Regions from separate parts of the Mus musculus genome. Here region 2 is linked to region 1. Evidence: chromatin contacts called from public Hi-C data. All regions are on one chromosome and are shown on one strand. The core of a region is the stretch at or near the end of the contact, and the rest is flanking DNA. Distances in the headings are between cores, read along the strand shown. Region 1 overlaps Tet2 (tet methylcytosine dioxygenase 2). Region 2 has its middle 36 kb from the start of Gm6135.

Region 1 (7,133 bases), core at 3,248-5,747:
TTCCTATGCTTCTTAGAGGGTTTCTTTTACTCGGTTCTCTGAATAGATTAACAGTCTCACTTTGTCTAGTCTGACCTTGAAGACCTCATTCTTCTCCCTGTGCCTCTGTGGAATGTTTTCCTGGCTGCCTTAGGACTGGCACATAGTAAACTGTCTTAAACAGATAGCCCATGATAGGCAATGAATTTATTGACATCTCTTACTGATCTTCCATCAATTTGCCTAAGACTTTCATGAAGTCATTGTTTTTAATAGCTGAGTAGTGCTCCATTATGTACTCCAATGTACCACATTTTCTGTATCCAGTGTGTATCCATTCCTCTGTTGAAGGACATCTGGGTTCTTTCTAGCTTCTGGCTATTATAAATAAGGCTGCTATGAACATAGTGAAGCATGTGTCCTTGTTATGTGTTGGAGCATCTTCTGGGTATATGCCCAGGAGTAGTTTAGCTGGGTCCTCAGGTAGTACTATGTCCAATTTTCTGAGGAACCGCCAGTCTGATTTCCAGAGTTGTACCAGCTTGCAATCTCACCAGCATTGGAGGAGTGTTCCTCTTTCTCCACATCCTCGACAGTATCTGCTGTCACATGAGTTTTTGATCTTAGCCATTCTGACTAGTGTGAGGTGGAATCTCGGGGTTGTTTTGATTTGTGTTTCCCTGATGAATAAGGATGCTGAACATTTCTTTAGGTGTTTCTCAGCCATTCAATATTCCTCAGTTGAGAATTTTGTTTAGCTCTGTAACCAATTTTTAATAGGGTTATTTGGTTCTTTGGAGTCTAACTTCTTTGTATATATTGGGTATGAGCCCTCTATCAGATGTAGGGTTGGTAAAGATCTTTCCCAGTATCCTGGTTGCGGTTTTCTTACTACAGTGTCCTGTGCCTTACAGAAGCTTTTGCAATCAGGCCGCATTTTCAATTCTTGATCTTAGAGCATAAATAAGCCATTGGTGTTCTTTCTGTTCAGGAAAGTTTCTCCTGTGCACATGTGTTTGAGGCTCTTCCTTCCTTTCTTTTCTATTAGTTTCAGGGTATCTGGTTTTATGTGGAGGTCCTTGATTTACTTGGACTTCAGCTTTATATAAAGAGATAGGAATGGATTGATTTACATTCTTCTACATGCCAGTTGAGCCAGCACCATTTGTTGAAAATGTTGTCTTTTTTCCACTGGATTTTAGCTCCTCTGTCAAAGATCATGACCATAGGTGTGGGGGTCTTCAATTCTATTCCATTAATCTTGACTGTGTCTGTACCAGTACCATACAGGTTATTTATTTATTTATTTTTAATCATAATTGCTCTGTAGTACAGCTTGAGGCCCCTAGATGGTGATTTCCCCAGAAATTCTTTTATTGTTGAGAATAGTTTTGCTATCCTGGATTTTTGTTATTCCAAATGAATTTGAGAATTGTACTTTCTAACTCTGTGAAGAATTGAGTTGGAATTTTGATGGGGAGTCCATTGAATCTGTAAATTGCTTTCAGGAGGATGGCCATTTTTCCTATGTTAATCCTGCCAATCCATGAGCATGGGGGGTTTTAAGAGTGAGTGCAGAGCCAGCACCCCAGGTCTGCTCCAGGTGCAGATTCAGACCAGAAGGAACCTATGCCTCTGGCTGTGGGAGGGAGTTCCTGCTTTCCTGGATCCTGGGGGGCCAGTTACATCCCCAGCAGATGTTGTGGCCACCTCACCTGGGATCCTGGGCATAATAGAGCATCTGGGAGTCATGCTTCCTCTGGTGTTGTGGGACTGCCAGCACCCAAGGTCTGCTCAAGGCACTGGCTCACACTGGAAAGATTTATCTTTTTTTTTTTTAATTAAATTGAATTGAATTGAATTGAATTGAATTGAAAATTTTGGGCAATGCTTGAAGATACCAAAGACAACCAAGTGGTGGTAGATTCTAGAGGAGTGGAGTGAAAAATAAACAGGTTTAGCTTTAAGTTTATGGTTTACCAATGTACTTGTGACAAATTCCAGCTAGCAGAAAGTCAAACAAACCCATTGTAAGAAACAGTCCTAGAATTAACTGGTGCATGGGTAAGTGAGGATTGACACAAGGCATGCTCCTACTTGGGAGACTGAGTTAGTTACAAACTGCAAACACATTTACTTAACTGTCAGTGGCAGTCTTACTTAGGAATTAGAGGTTCCCATCCCCCAACCCCCACCCCCATCTCTATTTGCCTCTTTAAGATAATCCCAACTCTTAAGATAAAATTTTTAATTTTCAAAGACAGTAATTAAATGGTCCTAATGAGGATTTCTAAAAAGCCTGACAGACAGAGCCTTCCCTCCAAGCATGGAGGGAAGGCTACCCTAGAAAGGATAGATGTGTGTGTGTGTGTGTGTGTGTGTGTGTGTGTGTGTGTGTGTGTGTGTTTGTGTGTGTATGAGTACTATCTTATCAGTATTTCTATGGAAAGGCTAGGGACTTCTAAGGATGTTGATATACAGGTCTTTTCCCCTTTTTTCTTTTTGTTTTGTTTTGGGTTGGGGGGTGGGTGTTTGTTTGAGACAGTGGTTTTCTGTGTAGCCCTGGCAGTTCTAGAACTTTAGACAGAAGTGCTGGCCTCAAACTCACAGATCTGCCTACTTCTGTTTTTTCCCCAGTGCTAAGATTGAATATATGCCCCTACCATCTGTCTTCTTTTTTTAATTTAAATTTTTTTTTATTTTGTGGTTGTCTGTCTGCCTTTATATGTATATATGTCCTTACCACTTGCATGCCTGGTGCCTGTAGTAGACAGAAGAGGGCATCTGATCCCCTGGGACTAGAGTTAGAGAAGATTGTGAGCCATGTGGGTGCTGGGAAGTGAACTTGGAAGAGCAACAATTGCTCTTAACTATTAAGCCATTTCTCTATTCCCACAGGTCCTTTTTCAAGAGATGAAAGTACATTCCCAATGCTCCACTATAGAAAGTTCTTACAAGGAAGGAGATAGTAAAGTCAGCTTCCTGTAATCTTGGAGGTCAAGGCCGGAGGTCATCCTCTGCTGAACAGAGTTTAAGACCAGTCTGGGAATATAGGTAGCTGTTGATTCCCATATATTTTTCTTACTAAAAAAGTAGGACCATACAGACAAATCAACTAAGAAACTGAACTAGGGCTGGTGAGATGGCTCAGGCTAGACATGCTCAACAGAATTTGGTTCCCAACATTCATCATATCCAATAGCTTACAACACTGATACCCTCTGCTAGCCTCTGGGCACCTATGTTTACATAGATGCCTATTATCCCAGTGCTGAGGGAGTGGAGACAGGAAGATTCCTGGAGCTTGCTGGCCACTAACTCAAATACAATATAAGTGAGACCCTGCTTCAAGGGAAGGAGGTAGGAAGTAGTCAAATAGGAGCCCTGACATCCTAGATGGATGGATGGATGAATGGATAGAGGGATGGAGGGATGGATGATGGACAAATAAATACGTATCTTCTAAAAAGAGAGCAAGAAAACTAAATGGAGGGATTTGGTAGATTTAGAACATAAGAACACAAAAGTGGCATTTTGGTCACAAGAAGCTTGTTTTCAAGGGCACTCCAGTGCATAATCATGTCCACTGTCCTGTACACTTTGAGATGGGGACTTACTGGGTAATACAGTGTGTCCTTGAGCTTTGGATCTGAGGTAATGGAAATTTACCATTACAATGGGTCACTGCACATAATCTTGAAATAAATGTATGGTAGATATAAATAATGTTCCAGTTTGGTAATAAGAATAAAACATTGTTCTGGAGATTATTGATTGCTATGTATGGTTTCTAAGCTTTTCTCCATGCCAAGAGATCATTCCTAGCCAGCCAGGCAGTGGTCCTGCATGGTTTTAATCCCAGCACTGGCAAGGATGGATTTCTGAGTTCAAGGCCAGCCTGGTCTGCAAAGTAAGTTCCAAGGCAGCCAGGACTACACAGAGAAAGTCTGTCTCAAAATCAAAAATAAATGAGTTTACCAAAAAGAATAAAGCTTGTCACTGGAAATAACAGGGTGACAAACAATGACCCCCCCAAAAAAATTTGATTCTGGGACATGGACTTTAAAGTAGATACATTTCCTGCCCATAAGTAACTATAATTATTTGCCTCCATTATTCTGGATAAATTCACACACAAACATGATTCACTGACTCTCTCTCTCTCTCTCTCTGTGTGTGTGTGTGTGTGTGTGTGTGTGTGTGTGTGTGTGTGTGTGTATTATTAGTATATAGAGAAAGTATTTATAGTAAAAATTACTGCCTTATTGTACTTCTTGTGTAAGTGTATTTTTACATTTAGAGCTGGAAAATACATACCATTGTACAAGACCAGTAATCCAAAAAACAAAAACAAAAAGCCCTCCAAATTTTGAGCACCATCTGCAGTTTTCTATGGTGACTGATATGGGTATCATCTGAGTGATTCAGAGAAAGTCAAACGGTGCTGGGCTGCATTACAGCACTAAACGCACATTGGTGAAATGAGATGCTGATCCATTTGCACGCTAACGCGCTATTTTTAAGTCATGCATCATAGCGTCTTGAAAGAGGACTGTCATAATTATGATGGATTAGACTGCAGACTCAGCCCTCCGTGCAGTAATTGTTTCACAGATGCTGTTGATGTGACTTGAATTCATAATTATTGTCACAGGCAAGAGAAAGTACAAAATTAAACTCATAGGAGAACTGTGACTGCAGAAACCCTTCCTTGTTAAATGCCCACTATCAATCAAGAGATGTATTTTCAACGAAGATACTTTTTTTTCTTTGATTTTATTTTTTAACATATAAGAAATAAATTAATGAACCAAATACATTGACAAAAAAATACAAGAATCATATGATCATCTCAATGTAAGCAAAAAAGAAAAGAAAAGTAAAAACCTTTGCTAAGATTCAACATGCCTTCTTAATAAAAGCCGTAGAACCAAGTAGGTCTGTAGAAAACATATTCCAATATAATAAAGGTTATTATGACAAACCCATAGCCAATATCATCCTAAATGAATAAAACCATTAATAAGCCCCATTAAAATCAGCAGTGGGAGAGGACTGCCCACTCTCCATACTCCCATCATAATGTGATTGAAACATTAGTTGGAGCAATAAGGCAAGAGAAGGGATACAAATGGGAAAATATTAAGTCAAATTATTTTCTTTTTTTTTTTTTTTTTAAGATTTATCTTTTTTTTTTTTAAAGATTTATTTATTTATTATATGTAAGTACACTGTAGCTGTCTTCAGACACTCCAGAAGAGGGAGTCAGATCTCGTTACGGATGGTTGCGAGCCACCATGTGGTTGCTGGGATTTGAACTCCTGACCTTCGGAAGAGCAGTCTGGTGCTCTTACCCACTGAGCCATCTCACCAGCCCCTCAAATTATTTTCAATTGAAGATTATATTCTTATGTTCTTTTATTTCTAATTTGACTAGAAAAATTAGAAATTATCAATAATTTCAGCAAAGTGTTATGATACATAATTGGCTTACAAAATTTACCAGTCTTAATACATGAGTAAGAAGCATGCTGAGAAAGAGATCATGGACCTAAAATATTCTAAATATTTTATTTTCTCAAATAAAATAAAATATTTAGAATATACATAACAAAAGAGGTAAACTTCTACAATGAAAACTTTAAATGTGTGAAGAAAGGGATTAAGAAACATACAAGAATTTGAAGACCTCCCAAGTGTATACCTTGGTAGAATTAACATTGTGAAAAAAGACCTTCCTACCAAAACAATTTACTGATTCAATAAAATCACAATCAGCATCCTCATCTCATTCTTCACGTAAATAGAAAGAAAATCCTCAATTAGATATGAAACAACAAAAGACCCAGAGTAGCCAATTAGTCCTAGATAAGTGTTTGTTTCTATGCATTCTGCTCATTTTAAGTGCCAAGTGCATCTGTCTATGACCCCAACTCTTTTATACATCTGTTTCTATTGAGTCGACTTTGTTCCATATTAGAATGGCTACTCCAGCTTGTTTCTTGGGACGATTTGCTTGGAAAATTGTTTTCCAACCTTTTACTGAGGAAGTGTCTGTCTTTGCCACTGAGGTGTATTTCTTGTATGCAGCAATATGCTGGGTCCTGATTACATATCCAGTCTTTTAGTCTACGTCTTTTTATTGGGGAGTTAAGTCCATTGATGTTAAGAGATATTAAGGAAAAGTGATTGTCCATTGATATTAAGAGATAGTAAGGAAAAGTGATTGTTACTTCCTGTTATTTTTCTTAGAGGTGGAATTATGTTTGTGTGGCTATCTTTTGGGTTTTTTGAAAAATTACTTTCTTTTTCTAGGGTGTAGTTTCCCTCCTTGTGTTGTTGTTTTCCATCTATTATCCGTTGTGGAAAAATATTGTCTACATTTGGTTTTGACATGGAATATCTTGTTTTCTCCATCTATGGTAATTGAGAGTAGCCTGGGCTGGCATTTGTGTTCTCTTAGGGGGTCTGTATGACATCTGCCCAGGATCTTCTAGCTTTCTTAGTCTCTGGTGTGTAATTCTGGTGGGTCTGCCTTTATATTACTTGACCTTTTTCCCTTATTGCTTTTAATATTCTTTGTTTAGTGAATTTGTTGTTATGTGTCAGGAGGAATTTCTTTTTGGTCCAGTCTATTTGGAATTCTGTAGGCTTCTTGTATGTTGATGGGCATCTCTTTCTTTCTTTCTTTTTTTTTTTCCTTTTTTATTTTTTCTTTTTTGGTATTTGGTTTTCAAGATAAGATTTCTCTGTGTAGCCCTGGCTGTCCTGTAACTTACTCTGTAGACCAGGCTGGCCTCGAACTCAGAAATCCGCCTGCCTCTGCCTCCCGAGTGCTGGGATTAAAGGCGTGCACCACCACTGCCCGGCTGGGCATCTCTTTCTTTAGGGAAGTTTTCTTCTTCTTCTATAATGAATGCATTTACTGGCCCTTTAAAGTGGGAATCTTTGATCTTTTCTATACCTATTATCCTTAGGTTTTTGTTTTTTTTAATGCCTCATTTTTAATCTCTGATTGAAGACAAGAAGTACACAATATGAGTGATGCTTCTACTTTCTACTCCAGAAACAGACAACTTCTTAAAATGCTGCTGGGGTAGACCCATGTTTCTGAAAGAAATGAATCAACATTCTCCTTCCAAATCTACCCATCT
Region 2 (7,133 bases), core at 2,772-5,271, 260 kb before region 1:
AAGAAGAAGAGGAGGAAGAGGAGGAGGAAGATAAGGAAGAGGAGAAGCAAAACAAACAAAACCAAAACCAAGTTCAATTGTGTTGCCAGTATACTCACTGGAGCATGATAAAACTCCCAATGGTCAGCCCCTTAAAGAAAACTGTGTCCTTCCCTACCCAGATCCCAGCCAGAAGCCATCAATGTGGAGAGCTCTGCTTTAGCATCGTTATCACATTTTTTTTAAAGAGTTCTCTTTGATGTCCCTCTTTCACAACTGTGGGTCTGCAGTCACCAATGTCACTGCAAAAGTAGCTTCCTAGTTTTTCAGTCTTGATTCTGGCACTTCATCAGCAACTACAGCCTAAAGTTATTTTTCAAGAGAACTATGTGGGTGGCACGGCTGACTAACAGTGAAAGTCCTCTTAGTCCCTTCTCTGGAGTATTCACCCTCTGACTGCTATGGGTGTGTTTTTCCTCCGACAACACAGACCTCCCCTTGGATGACAGCTGAGGAGCGATCTGACTTCACTTCTCACACCAATTGACTCACTAATGACTGTGACTGCAGCTGATGATGGCCCGGAGGTCAGGCTGACCTGTGCTTTGGTCTGTAAATCTCTTATGATAATGCTATCTTCCAGAACTACATGCAGGGTGGCAGAAAGGTGTCTGGAAGAACATCAGATGCAGTCTGAGTTCTCCAGGAGGCTGGTTGTTTTCTAACACCCGCTCTGAACTATGGGAGTGGGAACACTGTATATTTTAAATGCGTCTGTTGTACAACTGCTGAGTTCAGAGTACTCTTCGCAAGGGCTGGGTAATCACGCAGATGGTGTGCTTCGCGACCAAAACCACTCGCTGTAGATGCCACATTCTGAGAGAACATGTAAACACTTGGCATAGTTGGGGGAGTTTCAGAGGTGTTAGATTCATTTAGAAAGTTACAGCTTTCTCGGTGACAGCTTCTCATTCGAGGCTAGCAGGATTAATTCTTGCTTCCTTATTTTTATTCTTGACATTCCAGAAATTGCCACACAACTTCCTGATCTAACTTGAGTTGAGAGTTGTGTTTTTCCTGTTCTCCCCTAGCTTAAGAGGGGTGGGGGCGGGGGCTGCTATACCAACAAGGAGTGCAGAAGCAGAAGGACTGAGTGACCAGGGGTAGCTTGCATTACCTCATGTGTGCAGCGGAGTTGCCAGGTCTGTGTTTGTGTGCCTTCCCCACAGTTTTGTTAATGCCAGCAGCGGCTCTCAGCATTTATAGTCTCATCCCAAACTTACTATAGAAGTAATAAGAACTAAACATATTTCCTTTAAATTTTCACTTATTTGTTAAATAGATTAATTAAGGACTTGCTCAGTATAAAATATAATCATTCTCTAGGTCATTATGCAGAATTTAAGCCTCCTAGCAGGAGCTAAGTAATAAAGGTGTGAAAGGGGTCTGGCCAAAAATGTCTAGAAGAGACAATTACAAAGACAAGACATGGCAAGGTGTCTGGAATAACTGATGGACGGCCCAGAAAAGATGTGGCCAGAGAGGAGCCAGTTGAACAGAGCAACATGGAGCTTGATAGCGAGGAGAGATTAAAATGACACAGTCACCCTCCTGCATAAGCCCACATTCTAGACAGTATAATGCACCATCACATAGGAAAATAACCAAAAAGAGACCGAAGCAGTACTGTCATGGGAATATAGAGGACTGTGGGAACAGTTTTATGAGTATGTAACTGCAGGTTTTATGGAAAAAACAGCATTTACATTGGGTTTTTACAGAATGCCTAAAAGTGTAGCAACCTAGGGGAAATGGGAACGAAAGAGATAAGCCAAAGATCCCCCATCTTCATTCCTTCTAAGTTTATAACATACAGAACAACCACTGGCCCACATAGATCTGAATGAATGAATGAATGAATGAATGAATGAATGAATGAAGAGGTCATTTGGTTAGCACCATAGAATTAAGCGTCTAGAGTATGCCTTACACCTGAAGCACAATTCTCCAGATTATATTGTGAGGAAAAAGCACAGTTAGGGTTTGTAATCAAACGGAAACAGGGACATTAGAAGGCAAAATCTCAGGGAGTGACCCTACAAAGTCAAAACAGACAGAGTGGAAACAGTGGAGGACATCGGAGCCTGACACTGAGGAAAGTTCGTGCGGGCTTCATCACGGCCCTCTGGCTCACTTCTGTAATGATTCTCCCCACTTTTCTATGGAAAATCTAGGAAGAACGTGAAATAAGAGCATCAAAGAGCTGACACAACAATATCAGCCCTACTTGTGCCTTCTTTAATGTATTTGTTTTAATATGTAAAACAAAGCAAAACAAAACAAAACAAAAAAACTGGGCTTTGTTCTCCCCCGCACCCCCTTGGTGTATATATAGAAAAAAATACTAAGAAAAATAATGTCGTTAGAACTAATTCTCACCTGATTTGGTATAATTTTCTAAAATATCAAGAAGTCAAGGAAACTTCCAGAAGCAAATAATGTGTGATGGTTGTTTTCTGTTAGCGCACTAGCAGCTGCCTAAAGAGTAAAGCCACTAGTTAAATCTTTTAACATGGGTGTTGGAGGCGGACAACACAGTGCCTGGGTCCCTGCTACGCTCACTCTTCACCATGGCTGTCTCTTCTTCGTGCTCGTAGTGTGCAAAAGCATGACGCGTATGTGACTCTCCATTTGGCCAGAGAAATAAACTGTTTCCAGAGTTTACTGCACTCTGTGGGCGTACCCTACTCTTCACTGATTGAAGAGAACCTGCATTCCCCATCCTTTAGGAGACACTCTCACTTCACCTTCTCCACAAACCTTTTCCTCAGTCCCTAAGTGCTTCACAAGTCTCTGTGCCCGATTGTGTATCCTTGGGGGATGCCTCATAGACATGAACAAGAAGTACTACACAGGCCACGTGCAGCCACAGTTTTGGCTTTTCTCGTGCTCTGTAGCAGGCAGCCCATGGACCAGATACACCAAATCCACTTCCCATCATTTCGATTGCATTGGCACATAGATGTGATGATTTGTTTACATGCTGTTTCTGGATACTTTCTGTCTAGCTCAGGCAGAGACCATGGCGCATGCAAAGCCTAAACTATGTTACCACCTGATCCTCTGTGGAGAAAACTGTCACCTCTGGATCCATGTGTGTTTCAGTTTCCTGATGATGATGCCCTTGCATTTGTTTCACATGGACAAGACAGTCAGGAAGTCACAGGACTCACAAGGGTAAGGAACGCTGGCAGAGAAAGTGACATTAAGGTGGTGGTGTTTCTGAGCTACTTATTGAATGAATCCAAAAATAACTAAGGAGTTTTGTAAAGCAAACTGCCCTAGTACATAAAATATGGATTCAGGGTCTACTTCCTGTTTTCTGGATACCCTGTGCCTCAGCTCCTTTCTCTATAAAATAAAAATGACAGGATTTAATGAAACATGCCAAGAATATTATTTGGCCCATAGTAACTCCTCAAGAAGTACTATCTATTAACAAAGTGGAGAAAGAGACTCCGTTTAACTATGTTGTTTTCATCTTCCTTTTTTTTTTTTTTTTTTTTTTTTGGTTTTGTTTTTTTTGTTTTTTTTTTTGGTTTTGTTTTGTTTTGTTTTGTTTTTATGGCATACTTTTGGACCTATTCTATAAAAAGGGATCAGTTTCTACCTTTTTCTGCCAACTCCAAACCATGCCTGGCATAAAAGATGATCAGAGGTAGGTGTCGCAGGCTATCCAAGGACAGAACTGCTGTCAGGGAGGTTGAAAACACCCTGGAGTCAGGGAGACATAAAAGTCATAAGCCAGTCAGTAGAACCCTGTTGAGCTCCCTCTTCCCCTGATGAAAGGCAAAGGAGCTCTGTGGAACTGTCAACTGAGGAAGTGGTGAGCAATGAGCAGATCCTGCAATTTGCACACTAATTCTCCCTCGTGCCACCTGGGGGCTTCCTGCTGGCAGAAGCACAGAAGATAGGAGAGTGGTGCGGGTCCAGCCAGCAGCCAGCCATGCCTCTATTCTTCCCTTGCTGAGCAATACCAGCAGCCCAGCTTGTCTCCATTCACTGTTCAGTGAGCAGTTGGCAGGCTTCCCCCAGAGCGTGGGCAGGCCTGAGCAGAAGGAAGACAATGAGAGGAATTTTAAAAGCCTTCCACCTTTTTGCACTTTCTTCGCAGTTTCTCTCAGGAGAAGTTGACTCAGCAGGTGCCCCTTTCTACCTTTTTCCTCAGCCTTGCCACTCCCCACTTGAAGGACCAGTCCACAGTGTGGTAATCAAGGTTCTCCCTGAAATACAGAGATGAGACCGGGGCTGTGTGGGGTCCAGCAACTGCTCTCACTACACTTATCATTATTCAAAAGCTTTTCCTGCCTCTTAAAGGTGAAACACACATCACTGAAGCATAAATGTGGCTCTGAGTAACAGTTTCACTCGCACATTCTCCGCTTCTAGAAGTAACCAGTAACCGGCTCCAAAGATGCACCAGGGAAAGTAGGAAAGGAGCCTCCTGTTAGCTGGCATCATTCCAGCCAGAGACCAAGTCTTCACTGGGACAAAAGCAGAACTATACGGACAGACAGCTTCCTCTCTGCTGCAAGCATACACTCCCCCCGCCCCGACCCCCACCTCCCCCGCACAGCCTCTGGACTGCCAAATGGGTGATGCTGCTGCTTGCACCCCTCCACACGCATTCCATAAGCTAAGGCTGATTTTAAGATCATTAGAAAAGGAAAGAATGTTGCACTCTTCTCAGTTTCTCTGGGGTCACAGTGTAATTGTGCAGCAGGAGAAACTGGGCCCCAGAGATGGCGTGACAGTCACTTCTCATTACCTCCCACTTGGTTCATTACGTCTGTAGACAGCAATTGCCAGCGTGTGGGTACTTCCATTATAGGGAAGGTTGTAATGTGCTCTAGACTCTGCACGGTTTCCAAATGGGGAGAAGGCTATTTATTCCAGGCACATACCTATCTTATTTCCACAGGAATGGAAAGTGACATAAGGGATAGATTAGTGGTAATCAATATGGGAGAATCAGGGAGCAGGAGTGCTTGCACCAGTGAAATATTTATGTGTGTGCATCCTTCTAACTCATAAGGCTTCATACAGAAGACAGAATTCTCACAAACCTGCCCAATTTGGCTTTAGCAAGTAGCTTTGTTCAGATACACTATATATTGGCTTCTTTGTATCATACTTTGGATTGCGTGTGTGTGTGTGTGTGTGTGTGTGTGCGCGCGCGCACACACACACACACACACACACACACACACACACACACACACGAGACACCAAGGAACCTTTCTCTTTGCAGTTTTGCACACCAGGAATTATGACACACAGGAATACTATTTCTTCTTTCTTCCTCAGGGATGTGGAAAGCTTAGTTACATTATTAGCTAAAGGGAAGTTAATAAGAGAGAAAACAGAATTGTCGGGAGCTAAAATAAGAATTAGCTATTATAGGCTTTTCCTTTAAAGATAAAGCAAAGAACGTCTTTGCCAAAAGAAAGAACCTGAAGAGCTGCCCATGGTAGAATGTTTGAGATGATGTCTACCGCGCCGCACTCCTGGAAACTCCAAATGACATCAGCCTTTTAATTACTGTCACCAAATCAATCTTACTTCGTGCTACTTTAATTAACTAACAGAGCACTTTCTTACAAACTTCTTGTGAAACCTTGGCACCAGCGTAAGAAAGTCCTGTTTGACTACACCTCACCTCTTCAGAAGGTTTCACAATATTCCTCACTCCTTAACTCTGGCATGCATTAAAGCCACCAGGGCATCTACTCCTTAGCAACCATCAGAAGCCAACTAGAGCTTAGCCATCAGATTTCTTGATAAGTACTTCTAGTGGAGGAAGCTCATGTGTCACACAGGGAAGCACACTAACCCACACATTGAGATGTCTGTCCGAATTCACCAGAGGCTGAAGCACACAGTTAACAAGTCAGCTTGACAGTTACAGCTATAGGCTTGACTCTGGACATTGGCCAAATTCATCATTAACTGTAAAGGGCTTCTTATTATGTAAACAACAGTTGGCCTATAAATTTACCACACCTGGTGGTCCCTTCATCCTCATGCCTACCTTTAAAGGCTCATCTCCTCTGCCCTTGGGTGCATCTGCTTATTTGATTCACTGGTTGCGCTTAATTCATTTACTCGTTCAATCATCATTTAAGAAGTATTTGTGATGTGTCTGATACTGGAGAAAATGCTAGAAGTATCAGTGAAGGAGAGCCAAGAGCAGCCTTCTCCTCACAGGCTTACAGGCTAGCAAGGTGGAAGGCAACAGCAAACCATCAGTGTAGTGAATAGTTAAATACTGGATCACAGTTTCAAGAGGATAAGTGCCTCGGAGGAAATAGTGCAGGCTAGGGGAGTTCAGAGTGTGGGTGGGCAGAGAACAGAAAGCAGATCTCAATTTTAAAGGGGTCAATGAGACTATGGCCTCATGGAAAGTGACAGCTGAATATTGTCTTGTAACAAGAAAAGGGGGTGGTCCCTTAGGAACACCGAACGTGAGTCCAGGCATATAAAGAAAGCCAGGGTAAGGAGCTACCCACTAGGGTGCCAAAAAGGAGGCAGAGGAGGCATGTGGGGGTTGGCAGGAACCAGAGGGAATGCCACCACATAGGCAGGAAGAGCCATTCTGTCAGGGCTTTGCTGTTGGAGCATTTTGAGGAGAGAAGTGATATTGCCTAGCAGTGTTTTACAGTGATCTGGATATCTTCTGAGTTTATTAATCATAGACTGGGTTATGGAGTGTATGTATATCAGATACTGGGCATGGCACCACATCTGTAAAGATGAATGGGACAGATTTCTTGCCCTTAGAATATTCAAAGTCCCTGGGCCTCTCTGGACTTACTCATCACAGGTCAATACGTGGACACCTCAAGATTATAGTACTTGACCACTGTGTGCTCAAACCTCTGCTCAGTGCTTGCTATGGCACCTTACCATCCGCATACGCTAGGTAACTAAAGAAGGAAGACCTGGAGACAGATCAGTCACGCCAAGGTGCCTGGCTCTTCCCTAAGCAGAATGTGTGGCCCCTGGCACGACAGCAGCCCTCTCTCTTCTTGGCTTCTCCATCTGTTTACACAATTTCCCACAGAAGTATGTTTTTAGGTCTGAGAAGATAGCCA

What was found. A called contact is a pair of places that touch in the nucleus more often than the background predicts.
Region 2: a contact with region 1 is called in a Hi-C map of cortical neurons, with 5 times the contacts expected there. The contact joins two enhancer-like sites. A contact is called at or near these places in 2 of 484 Hi-C or Micro-C datasets (both in cortical neurons), 1 of 115 datasets of contacts at active chromatin or transcription factors (kidney) and 1 of 9 other capture datasets (adipose tissue).

The regions. Positions count from the first base shown.
Region 1 is chr3:133,494,480-133,501,612 of GRCm38.p6, reverse strand. All of the region lies in intron 2 of Tet2 (tet methylcytosine dioxygenase 2), which reads left to right. Among named protein-coding and RNA genes, the nearest start is that of Tet2, 46 kb to the left of the region's middle. Within about 2 kb of position 4,497, at least 26 of the 459 cell types and tissues checked have an H3K27ac peak or open chromatin away from gene starts, as enhancers often do. A contact at or near this core is called in cortical neurons, where this site is marked.
Region 2 is chr3:133,751,904-133,759,036 of GRCm38.p6, reverse strand. No RefSeq gene overlaps it. Among named protein-coding and RNA genes, the nearest start is that of Gm6135, 36 kb to the left of the region's middle. Within about 2 kb of position 4,021, at least 108 of the 459 cell types and tissues checked have an H3K27ac peak or open chromatin away from gene starts, as enhancers often do. A contact at or near this core is called in cortical neurons, where this site is marked.